Linked DNA regions of Mus musculus: region 1 is linked to region 2. A link is a contact called in public HiChIP or PLAC-seq data. All regions are on one chromosome and are shown on one strand. Each heading gives the region's core, a stretch centred on a gene start, on an enhancer-like site or on the middle of the called end of the contact. The rest is flanking DNA. Distances are from core to core; before and after follow the strand shown. Region 1 has its middle 120 kb from the start of Gm24212. Region 2 has its middle 32 kb from the start of Gm24212.

Region 1 (5,754 bases), core at 852-3,351, 150 kb after region 2:
GCCTCAGCTCCACCCACTGCCATTGCCCATTTCTTTTCTTTTAGGTGTCGAGGATTTGAGGCTAACCTCTGCTTTGTTCAATTATTCTATTCTCCTTTGCTTCTCTTTGCGGTGGGTGGGATTGAACCTGGGAACTTGGTGAGTACATTTCTACTAAGGTGCATCCCTAACCAATGCTAGGCTACTTACTGGGAAACCTGTACCACTCCCTCTCTTGTCCTCTGCACCCAACCAGCCAGGTAAGTGGGAAGGCAGGATGCCAGATGAATGGGGAAGACATGTCCCTCAGATGCTGAAAAGGCAGAAGGGGATGAGTGCTGCTTGGCGGTGGGGTGGGGTGGGGTGGGGCACACACCTTCCTTCTGTGCCATGCCAGTCCTGAAGCTGGAGAACTGGTTTTCTGCTGCCAAGCATCTTCTCTCCAGCCGCACAGGGAGTGCTCCCTGAAGAGGCAGTTCCTTCGTTCGTGTCAGAGTCCAGAAAGAAGCTTCCAGTTCAGGTAGACAACGCAAGCATGAAAACAATTAGGTAATTAAGCACACCTGTCCTTCCTGGTTAGCATTAATCCAACCTGCTGCCCAGCCTGGAATCAGCTAGAGGATTTGAATCTCTCGGTATTTGTTTCGTCTTCTCCATTTCTCTCGCTGCATCTTCAATGCTGGCTGGCTTTTTGCGGCTCAGTCTTATTCTGTCAAGGCGTTCCTTCCTTCCTCCTTTGACTAGTACAAAATTAAGTACATGAATTAAAAAAAAAAAAACCTACCTGGCTAAGTGTGTACCTGAGAAGTGGCGCTTGCTCAGTGTGCATGAACCCTGGATTCTGCATCTGGCTCTGCTAAACAAATTATTAATGTAAGATAAACATCCTTACCATATTTTTAAAAAAAAATCACGGCCTCATTTTTCTGTCTGCTCAGGGCAAAATCTCATGTCAAACCCTCTTTGGCTGCTCCTGTCAACATCAAATCAAGCCCCTTATTTAGAAGTTCGCCTCTCCTCTTTCAAGCCTTTGATATATATCCTCTCCCCAAACCCCATCCCTAACTTTTCCTATTTTCCACTGCCTTCCTGTGCCCCTAACTCACGTTGCCAGGGTAACTAGAAAGATCTCAGACCCTCCCCCAAAGATCCAGTGCCCGTTTGTACTCTGACTTGACATCCTCCCCCTCGTGATGCAGAAAGATCTCATGCATTCAAGCAACTGAGCAGAAAATGTGTATACAGATAGGGGAGAGAGAGAGTTATCCCCAAGCAGGATAGCCGTACAGAAGGCAGGCAGTTAGATAGCATGGGGACTTCAGGAGGAAGAAGAGCAGAAGATCAAAGAGTCCAGCTTCTATGCCCTTGCTTCCTTCCCTTTGCTCCTCGGTAGGAAAATTAGATCCTGCAGTAACCATATTCATCGTGGCAATTTCCATACACATCCCAGTTTATAAGATCCCCAGAGGAAGGTAATTAGCACACTCTGTTCTTCGCTCTGTGTTCCTTTCTCTCCTTCCTGCTGGAGATGGAGCCAATGTGTCCCATGGCTAGGAACTTGCACACATTCCCACGTGTGTAATTGGCAAATTCCTGGGGCCTCGGTTTCTGTCGCCTAGAACGTGACTGCTCTCCTCACTTGAATCCCTCTCCCATAGCCCAGCTTTCCAGTCTAGAAGATGCTTCCACCATTCCACCATCTCCTCTCTCCTGTCTCTGCCACATTCTCACCCAGAGTTTAAGCAAATAGCATGGCCTGGTCTTTGCTTCACTGACATTAGGCAAATCATCCATGTTAATGCAACAGGGACAGAGAGACAAGGGCAATGAGGACAGGCGGACATCAGGATGAGTACAGCAAGAAAAACACAGCTCATGCCAGCGGGTTTTAAAAATCAAAATCCCCCGTTCTTCCAGAATGCCACCACACACACAATGCTATCATGCCCCCATCCCTAAACATGAGCAGGAAGGATCGGGACTTGTGAACTTGACTTATAACTTAGGTTATAGATTCTGAGCTTTAAGCTAGAACATGTCTCAGAAGCTGGATTGAACTTAAATACATCTCTAAAAAAAAAATCTTGTAGACTAGATTCCCAAGATTTTAAAACGAGACTCTGCTTTTTGCCTTCCAGTCTTCTGAAACTGGATTGTTTTACCTAGAAGTTTTCTTCAATCCCCGCCCCCCTCGCCCTTCTTTCTTCTTAAAAGGCTGTTATTGAATCAATTGTGTGTCTCCCTGTCAGCGATGTCTTAGGATCAGGAGAAGAGGGAGCACACTTGCATGAAATGCGACTATGGGTGTGTACAGCTGTGTCTCTGGGGATAGCCATTCAGTGCCCCCCCCCCTTTGCTGTGAAAAGCACAGCAACTCAGCTCTGAGGTCCTGGGAGAGCCTTTGGGGCAGACGCTGACAATGTTCTCAGAGAATCAGCTCCCTACAACACTCAAAGTCTATTCTAAAGCAAGAAACACAACTAAAACTCATGCCAAGAAAAAGCTACTTTTGCTTGGAGGGGGGGTGGTGGCTCAGTGGTAGAGGGCTTGCCTTGCCTAGCAATCTCTAGAGTCTGGTTTGCTCCTCAGTGCAGGGAGGGCATTGAAGAAGAACAAATAAATACGGTGGTGACTATGATTTTGTGTATACAGAGGCTCAGAAGAGACCCACTGAGCACCTGAGCGCTTTATGGTCCTTGATGCTCTCTGAGCTTCAACTGTGTTGCCATTCTTATTAGGGACACCCAGTCCAGATACTGAGCTATGTGTAGGGGGTGTACACCCTGCAAGCGAAGAGATGCCTCATCTTTCAAACAGAATTTCTATACAGATTCCTAACCTCACCTCCCTGAGTTTTACACTGCATTTTATCAGTTTATAAATTTGCACGGTGCCTCTGCACCAGGAAGAGGGGGCAGATAATCAAACCTACGGGCGTTTTACACTCAGACACTGAAAAATAAAGACCATTAGTAAAAAGTATAATTAAATTAAAATGCCAACTCACCAAAGAAGTTCCACAAACGGGAAATACATCAAAGCGTGATAATACAAATGGGCTATTTCTCAGGGTTCGAGGATGTCAACGGAATAAACTTGGATCTTCTGCTGACTTTTCATGGCCAGTATAAGGGAATAGCTTAAAAGTAAATTGCCACAAAAGTTACCTTCAACCAGAGATCATGTGGGCAGTGGTTTTACCCTGATCATTCCCTGAGTCTGGGGATCCCAAGGTCTGGGAGACTGGGGGGCTGGGGGGTAAACAAAATCTCATAAAACCCAGTTTCTTCTTTTGGGCAAGTTGGCTGGCCCCCAAGCCTCAGAAGAAAGTTTCATTAGTCATTGGATCTATTTTCTCAGGTCCATTCAGTCTAATTTATTTTGAACGCGTGTTTGCCAGTCAGGTTTAACATAGCTGAGTATTCTCTGTAAGCAATCTCATAATGAGGCCGCAATTCTTTGTAGAATATTGAAAATGACTGTTGGCATGCAAGTTCGTTTTCTTAATTCCTCTTTTAGAGTGCAAATAACCTTTGAAAACCTGCTTCTAGGTGTTTATGTGTCAGGACAGTATCAAAAATTATTCAATTGCCAAATCACATGTCAACACGTCTACAACCAAGCCAGGGACTATCCCAATTCCCATTACTCTGCTGCCCTCTAGTGGGCAATTCAAAAACCGTGCCTTCGTTTTCTTTTTCAGTCCCGAGTGAGCATGTGGTATAAGACATTCAGACTTGTATGGTGCCACAAAGGTAAATAGAACATTAGAAGTTGTAAATATAAATAACAAGGAAGCAGGGACCCAGATGAGATCCATGGGAGGTGTAGTCACTGCGGCACAGTTGGCAACAATTTTCTAAGAGTTTACCTAAGAATCAACTACAGCCAATAAAGTACCATTGGGACCAAAGCTTCTGGCTTGTCCAGTGTTCAAAGACTCTGTTGAGGAGACTGTGCCCAGAGGAACTTAGGTGATCGTTCAGATTATTTCCTTTAGAGCTATAAGAATGTCATATTCCAGAATGTCGAAGGTAGACGGGGACATTTAAGAATCTATGCATCCCAACACTTCTTGGATAAAAGGGGATGATTTGAAGTGCCAATAAAAAATATGCAGAACTTTAGTTGCATTAAGGAAAAGTTATTGAGTACACAGCAGCACAGAGGTGTGAAGTGTGATGATGGCTTGCGGGTGACATGCAGACTCATCCATCACATGCTGAGATGGAAGCTGGTAAGGTTTAATTGTGAAGTTTCTCCCTGAAGGCTCCTGTGTTAAAGGCTTGTGCGCTGGTGAGCCATCACGGAGAGGCAACTGGCTTGTGGAGCTTCTGACGTCTTCAGAGAAAGCCGATCGGCACTAGCCATCGAGCTTTGATGTCTTTGAAGGCCATCTTGCCCCTGATCCCTTCCTGTTCCTCTCTGCTCCCTGGCTGTTCAGAGTTCAGCAGTCTCCTTATCTGACACCCAGCCATTTTCACAGTGTCTCCCTCGCCTCAGACCAAAAGCAATGGAACAGATAGTCTGAAACCTCTGTCCTCATGAGCCAAAGATCAGGAACCCACAGTTACCAAGTAGCAAAGGCAACCAGATCCCGGCATCTATAATTTACAAACCAATACTCTATTAATTATGGTGAGGGTGTAGGGTGGCATTTGCTTCGTTTTATCTGTGTTCTTGGTGGGTTCAGGGTGCCACGGCTCATGAGTGGAGGTGAGAGGACAATGTTTGTGAGTCAGTTCTCTTCTCCCACTAGCATAGGTCCTGGCACTCAACCTCAGGTTGAAAAGCTTGGCAGCAAGACCCTCTACCCACTGAGCCATCTTGTCAGCCCCTGTCCCAGTACAGTGTTAAGAACTAAAAATTATGAATATGATTATTGTTACTGTTGCTATAGCAAGCACTCTGGGATACACTTTTATAATAATTTGCAATGCCATCAGCAAGGAGCCAATAACTGAGATCCCATCACGGACTTTATGGAGTCATTATTGTTTACAGGTTAACTAGACCAGACCTAAATGGCTCGCTCCAGTCTGAACGGTCATTGTCTGGATTCTTATACTCTCCACACTTTGCTGTGTACAGTGGAGAAAGCTCATGCATGCTACTTCAAAGTCATGGCCAGAAAGTGATGAAAACAGTTGGTAGGGGTTACACCCAGGGCCATATGTAGATATAGGTGCAGAACAGACTTCAGCGAATAATTGATAACCTTTGCCACAACTGCACCAAACCAAGAGTGGTGCCAAGTTCCAACAGGTAAAACAGTCTCTTATGGGGCTGCACTGAGTGAAGCTGGGGGTAGGGGACTGCTGAACCCCAAGATAAATGTGACATCATTAATTAAAATATTTTTTCTATTTCTTGGAGGAAAAAAAATGCTTTCATAGTGCACTGATACAAATCTGAATGCCTGTCTTGGTTTTGACCAACAAGCGTAGGCAGAAACAGTGGGTGACATTGCCAAGCAAGAGCTTTGAAAGCTATGGTCCACCAGTATTTCCTTTTCTTGCCAAAGGACCCAGCATGTTCCAGACAAGAGCCTCTTGTTCGGCAGATTCCAAAATGAAGAAGCTGTAGAGCAAAAACAAAGCCGTTCCAGGACAGCTATGTCATATGAGCAGGAAAAAAAAAACATTTTTGCTGTTCAGTAAGCCGGAAAGAACTTGGCTCACTTGTTAGAGCACAGCTCAGCCTGAACTGACCAGTCTGTCTGTCTGTCTGTCTGTCTCAAGTGCCCTCTCACCTCACTAGGTGAGGGCTTCCACC
Region 2 (6,259 bases), core at 1,490-3,989:
TGGAAGACAAGCAGTGATGGGGTCCAGTTCATTTCACTTAATACACTAGAATATCTTTTGGAGGAGAAATTTGAAAGCAGACCAGGGCTTCTCCAACTTCCGAATGGGCTCTGCTCCATGTGTGCCCCTAGCCCAGACCAGAGTGCCATGGGTGGCCGTTAATATGTTATTTCCCTTCCCTGTATCACAATATAAAGGGCTTTAGCAGCGACCTTTCTATCAAAACATCCTTTGTTTAGAATGAAAAGCCATTCACGGGGAGAGCCTTATCTAGGGGGTTTACGCAGAGGATCAAATCCAAAGAGTGAGATTCGTTTACTTTGTATTAAATGAACTTGGTTAAGGAGTCTCGATTTTGGCAGAAAGGAACATTAATCAGAGCTGCAGAACAGATCTCTCTTTTCACAGCTCCTGGTTTACTTTCAGGAAAGTTACACAGGGAGCCTTTTGTTCCCCCCAGAGTAGCACTGTATTTAAATACAGTAAATATAGCAAAATTGCCTTCTTAAAATGACACAAGAGTCCCTCCAGCGCAGGGCGCCCATAATGGCCTCAGTGTTGCGGGACCAACTTCACGGCTTTGGAAAGCCTCTCAATTGGCTTGGACAGATGGGCTTTATCCTGTGGAAATCAATGAGTTTTTGTGAGTTTGACTTAATTTTTATGCAGCTAGCACTTTGAGATGAAATTAAAATATGTATGAAAACCATATTAAAGTTTCCCTTGGGTCCGGAGCTGTTTGTACATTTACAAGGTGTTAAAGAGATGATTTAAAAAACTAACTCTGTAAGGGATCAATGCAAGCGGACCATGATTTATAGTCTTCCATGACATTTTTGACACTTTGGGCTTAATGTCTTGTGTGTGTTGAACCACTAATTATCTTTTAATTCATAAGGGCTTCGTGGTATTTTATAAGTGTAATATAATATACAGGACCGTATCATATAGGAAAGCTCAGAGAACAACTTGCTTTACATGCTTGCCTGAGTGGGGAACACGTGTAAGCAAATTTGGGCCGAACGGACCTGGATGAAAAGGCTTCCTCATAGCGTTGTAAAGCTGGCACATGGCTTTTACCTGCCCCGCTCTAGAGACGTCAGAGATTTCCCTTCTTAAAGGTGAGTGTGGATATTAAGACTGTCAAAGATTCCAAGTTATTAGAGTAGAAACCAAGGCAAACAGTAGCTGTGACAGAGTAGGTGCCCAGGAAAGATTTTTGGAATGAGTACAGAATGTGTAATTATGTATTCATACATAATTATAAATTATACATGGTAATGTATTATGTAAACAAAGTATTTTGATCCCACTTTTTTTTTCTGGAATCAAATGTCTTTCAAATTGGAATTCTTCATCAAAGTTCAATGAACTAGAAAAGTATCTTAGCAGGTATCTTAAAGAAACAAAGGGTATTATTGTTATGGTAACATCCGGGATGCCCAGTCTAGCTAGAGGATATCAAGATCTGTCCCAGAAATGGGGACCAGGAAAATTTCAGCTGAGACCCAAAGCCAGAGAGAATATGGTCGTGTTCCCATTGTATAGATGTAGGAATGACACGAGAGCTGGCCTGAAACCTGATTTCACCTTGTAGTTCAGAGTGAGATCAGCTTTAGGGCCAGCTTTTGAGAGCTGACTACTGAAACCACTTGGAAAGAAATTCCTGACCTAGTATCAAACCTGAAGTGATAACCTGCCTGTGGGTGATGCTGCCTTTGGCACTAGTCCTGATCAGTGGTCTCTGCCTTTAGAGTTATAAAGAAACCTGTTCTCCAGGGCTTCTAAGGAGTTTGCTAGCTCATCTTGTCAGCTATGGAAGCAGCGCCCAGGGTAAGGACCAGTGAAGAAGACGATGACATCTTCTCGATGCGTTTTATTGCCGTTGGCCATTCCTATACGATTTACTTGTATTCTATGGAAAAGGACAGGCTTAGGTTGCCTGAATTACCCCTCCTCAGACCCTATGACTTCTGAGTTAGAAAGCACAGCTGTGGGTAGGAGGTAACAGAAAAGGAAGGCATGTCATTTGTACCATATCACCATTGACTTATGGAGGGAGCTAACACCAGATTGATAAATTTCAAGGATAATCTTATTCAATAGCTGAACAACCTTCAAAGACAAAGATTAATATCAAACCCATAATATGGGATATTGCAGTCATGGGGGCTGAGTGCCTGCCGTTGGTTAAAAAGTGAGAGGTTGAGGCAAGAAGACTGACCATATGCCATTATCCTTACCACCTCATTGTCCGGCCTTTAACTCCATGCTTGAGCTCAGCCTCTGAACCCTGAGGTAAGAGCAGCCCGAGAGGCCGGGGCTCTAACAGCTAGGCTGGAGAAGTCAAGCACGAGCCTGGATTGCCACAGCACAGGGTACCTGTTATGTCTTGTGAAGCATAAAGTGATGCAGACAGAAAGGGAGCGTGTCCCCTGGTGGGGATGTGATTTCTGGGGGCAGAAGGGACACAGATTTATAGAGCAATGCATCTAGAAGTGTTTGGATGACAATCACACGAACTCAACTGATCGTGCCGTTAAACTGAGTCACTTCGAACATAAACCTGTCTCTGTGCCTGGGCTATAAAGTATGGGACAAAACAATGCCCATGCATCTGAAAGGTGCCCTAGCTTGATGTAAAGACACATTGTAACCCAGCAAAGAGCAGATAGACCCTGCTCACCAAGCAACTGAGTTGCAGCCTATCACAGCAGCCAGACTTCTGCCAATCACAGACTGGCAGCTGCTAATCAACAATGTCCACGTTGCTTCTGTGGATCATTTCCTCTCCGCTGGCTGTGAATATGATCTGCACAGGGGTGGGGTGGCATTTGGAACTAGCTTTGGTCTGGAATACTCATGTGTATTCCACATTATTTTCTTATTCCAGTAAATTTTGTGAAATAACCCGCAACTAAGATTTTTCTCTAATAATGCCATCTATCTTTCTCACGAAAAAAAAAATATTGGGACTGTCACCCCTCCTCAATGACACTACTAGCTACCAGGCCTTTCTGAGACCTTCCCTTCTCTTCCCCTGGCCTGTGGCTTTTGTGGTCTGCTTGCAAGATGGCTTTTGTCCCTCTAGGCCTTGTAGTTCCACTAAGACAGAAGAGGAAGAGGGGGAAAGAGAAAGAGGAGGAGGAGGAGAAAAGAAAGAAGAAGAGGAAGAGGAGGCAACATGCAAGTCCACAACATGCAAAGGAGAAAATACCAGACTCTTCAAAATGACTGCACTATTTTCAACTCTCTTCATAGTACAGGTGTTTCTGTTGCTGGGCAGTTTTTAGCTTGATGGCTTGGACATAAGTGCGGGTCTGTTGATAAAAGGATAGCAGTGATCGAGGGTACTGCAAACCACAAAGATGGAATGGATATAAGCAAAACAGGGAGTTCACAGATGGCAGGGGGGCCACAGGGGTAAGGGGAGGTGGAGCAGTAGAACTCTAGGCTAAAGTGGGAAGTCGTTGAGTGGGACTTGAGTGTGGGACTTGCTTGCCAGCGTTACCTTTATTCTATAAAGAGCAAGAGAGTGTTGGCAATTTGTGTTTTCTTTGATCTTTGATGAGCTAAGATTTATGTACAACAAATTTAAATTTTAAAAACACAACTTGCTGAGTGTTTATATATGCACAAGACCCCCAAATCATCCCCTCAATCAAGATAACATATTTCCACCCCCAGGCTTTGTATGATCGTCTTTCTAATCCATCCTTTACCCCACACCCACTTTATAAAATTCTTGAGATCAACCCATACTACAGCAAAAATAATTTTTTTTTTTTTTACAATGAGGAAGATTTTGTCCAACTTGCCAGTTCCAGCTGTAAGAAACTTGCTGTAACCTGCATGGACAAGCGTTTGTGTGGACAGACTCCTTCATTTCTCCTCAGTGAATGCCTGGGAACTAAAAAGACTGTATCACAGATGAGCTTCCCTTTCCAAAAAGTGACCACATGGATTTCTAAAGTGCCACCACGGAACAGTGTTCTGTCTACAGGATATGTTGTGATTTCTCATTATAGTTTTAAGATGAAACTCCCTGAAAAGCAGTGGTGGGTGACATGTGACTGACTACTTTTATGTCTTCTTCGTTGACTCCATTGAAGCATCTGAACTTTTTCTTTGCAGGATGCGGAGGCTCACGCTTTTAGTGCCAGCACCAGGGAGGCAGTGGCAGGAGGATCTTTGTGAGGACAGCCTGGTTTATGCGATGAGTTCCAGGATAACCAGGGACAAACAGCGAGATTTTGTCTTAAAAGTAGATAAAAAAAAATAAAAGAAGTTTGGCTGTAGCTAAAAAGTCAGATTTTCCATCTTCTTGCCATTCATATATTCATCATAAATTGTGGACATCAATCTTTAGAGTGAAATACATGATAAAGTGTCCTGCTCTGTTAGAGCTGTCCTCGTGTTCTCTTAAAAGTCTCCCCTGAAATGTATTTTAATTTTATGGATTGTCAACTGTTTCTGGTTTCCACTGTTTGTGTTTCATAGAAATACATGTGCGGATCAAAGTCTCAAAGAGTTTTTTCTAAGAACTTTCTAGTTTTACATTTTTACATTTCACTTCAAATTTGTGTTAATTTTTATAAATAGTGTGGGGTAGAGGTTCTTTTTTTCTTTCAAATAAAAATTCTATTGATTTAACATTATCTATTCCAAAGACTGTCTTTGCTCCTTCAAATGGCCTTAAAACTTCTGAAGAGAAACTCCTGGTTTGCGCATGTGCATGTATGCGTTTCTGAAATCTCTAGCCTTTTTCATTAATCTCCGTGTTATATATTTGCCAACAGCAAACTTCTTATGATAGTAAATCTCATCAGAAAAAAAAATATCTCATCCATATCACCTTTTCTTTCTAACTTAAAATTAATTTTGGTTTTGTTTTGTTTTTACTGATACAAGAGGATTTTAAAATGTTTATTTATTCTTCTCTCATGCAATACAACCAAAGGCAGCCTCCTCTCCTTCTACTTCTTCTACTTCTACCTGTCCTCTCCCCTGTATCCACTGCGCCTCCATTTCCCTTCAGAGCAGGCCTTCCAGTGATGCCCATGAGACACGGCATAGCAAGGTGCAGTTGGACGGATGTAAACCCTCATCAAGCCTGGATGAAGCAACACAGTAGGGGAAGAAGAGACCCAAGAGCAGGCAAAAGGAGTCAGATTTGCTAACCCACAAACACTCCAAGCTAAACATCTTCTGCATGTATGCAGAGGACCTATTACAGACCAATGCAGGCTCCAGGATTGCTGCTTCAGTCTTTGTGAGCCTCTGTGAACCCCGTGTAGTTGATTAGGTTGACTGTGTTCTCCTGGTGTCCTTGACCCCAAAATGGATTTATTTTTTTTAAAGCTGACATACAATGTATTGGGTTTGATTATGGTGTTTTCATACAAACATATCATTACATTTTGTTCTGAGTTCTGGTTTTCTCATACATTTTAGAATTGGATTAATATATATATATATACATATATATATAGAATTACACTGAGATTATATTAATATATATAGAATTACACTGAGATTCTGATTAGAGTTATTTAGAATTTATAGATCAGCACAGTGAGAATTGTCACCTTATCAATATTGAGTTTTCTGATCTATGAATATAAGGTATCTTTCCATTGAGTTAATTACTTTATTGTCCCAGGGATATTAACAGTCTCTAGAGTAGGAACCTTAGACATCTTCTGTTGGGACTTACACCTAATTATATTAAATGATGCAGAGTAGTGGGTAGTAGAATTACTTCTGGAAAAGTAATATCAGAAACCAAGAAAATACAGCTCTGGTCCAGGTACTGTGTCTTGCTGAAGTAACATCTTCATGCACATTCAATGGCAGCGAGCACCTCTACAAAGACTGTGCTTTAGGTAGAAGCATGGTGGTATGTATGAATGCATCTTGGAGCTACTAGGAGTTGGTAGTGTGCAGAGTGAGGGGGTTTGTGAGTGAAAACCAAGGCTAAATATCATAAGTGCTGCTCATTTCTATATCAGCTCCTGCAGAATTGGAATGTGGGAACCAACCAAGTGGTTTCTAAAATGCCTTTTCTGTCAAGAAGCCTTCTCGGTAAAAGGTGGTCCCACCCCTTAGTAAATACTGATGATACAACTTGTATGGAGTGTTTCTGTGTTTGAGTCAAGACCCCCAGGGACAATAAAATCAAGCAGACCACCCTCTTCAATTACCAGATGGGAAACTGATAACCCATTTGAGGTAGAAAACACAATTTTCAAAGACTATA

What was found. HiChIP or PLAC-seq counts read pairs in DNA pulled down with a chosen protein or histone mark.
Region 1: an H3K4me3 HiChIP or PLAC-seq map of the SCID.adh cell line shows a contact between it and region 2, with 5 times the contacts expected there. The contact joins two enhancer-like sites. A contact is called at or near these places in 1 of 39 promoter capture datasets (liver), 1 of 15 datasets of contacts at CTCF or cohesin (embryonic stem cells), 67 of 484 Hi-C or Micro-C datasets (DN2 thymocytes, DN3 thymocytes, ECoMG myeloid progenitors and 33 more), 7 of 115 datasets of contacts at active chromatin or transcription factors (the SCID.adh cell line, bone marrow-derived dendritic cells, embryonic limb bud and 3 more) and 1 of 9 other capture datasets (embryonic stem cells).

Annotation. Positions count from the first base shown.
Region 1 is chr8:89,781,585-89,787,338 of GRCm38.p6, forward strand. No RefSeq gene overlaps it. Among named protein-coding and RNA genes, the nearest start is that of Gm24212, 120 kb to the left of the region's middle. Within about 2 kb of position 2,102, at least 2 of the 459 cell types and tissues checked have an H3K27ac peak or open chromatin away from gene starts, as enhancers often do. A contact at or near this core is called in the SCID.adh cell line, where this site is marked.
Region 2 is chr8:89,631,987-89,638,245 of GRCm38.p6, forward strand. No RefSeq gene overlaps it. Among named protein-coding and RNA genes, the nearest start is that of Gm24212, 32 kb to the right of the region's middle. Within about 2 kb of position 2,740, at least 1 of the 459 cell types and tissues checked has an H3K27ac peak or open chromatin away from gene starts, as enhancers often do. A contact at or near this core is called in the SCID.adh cell line, where this site is marked.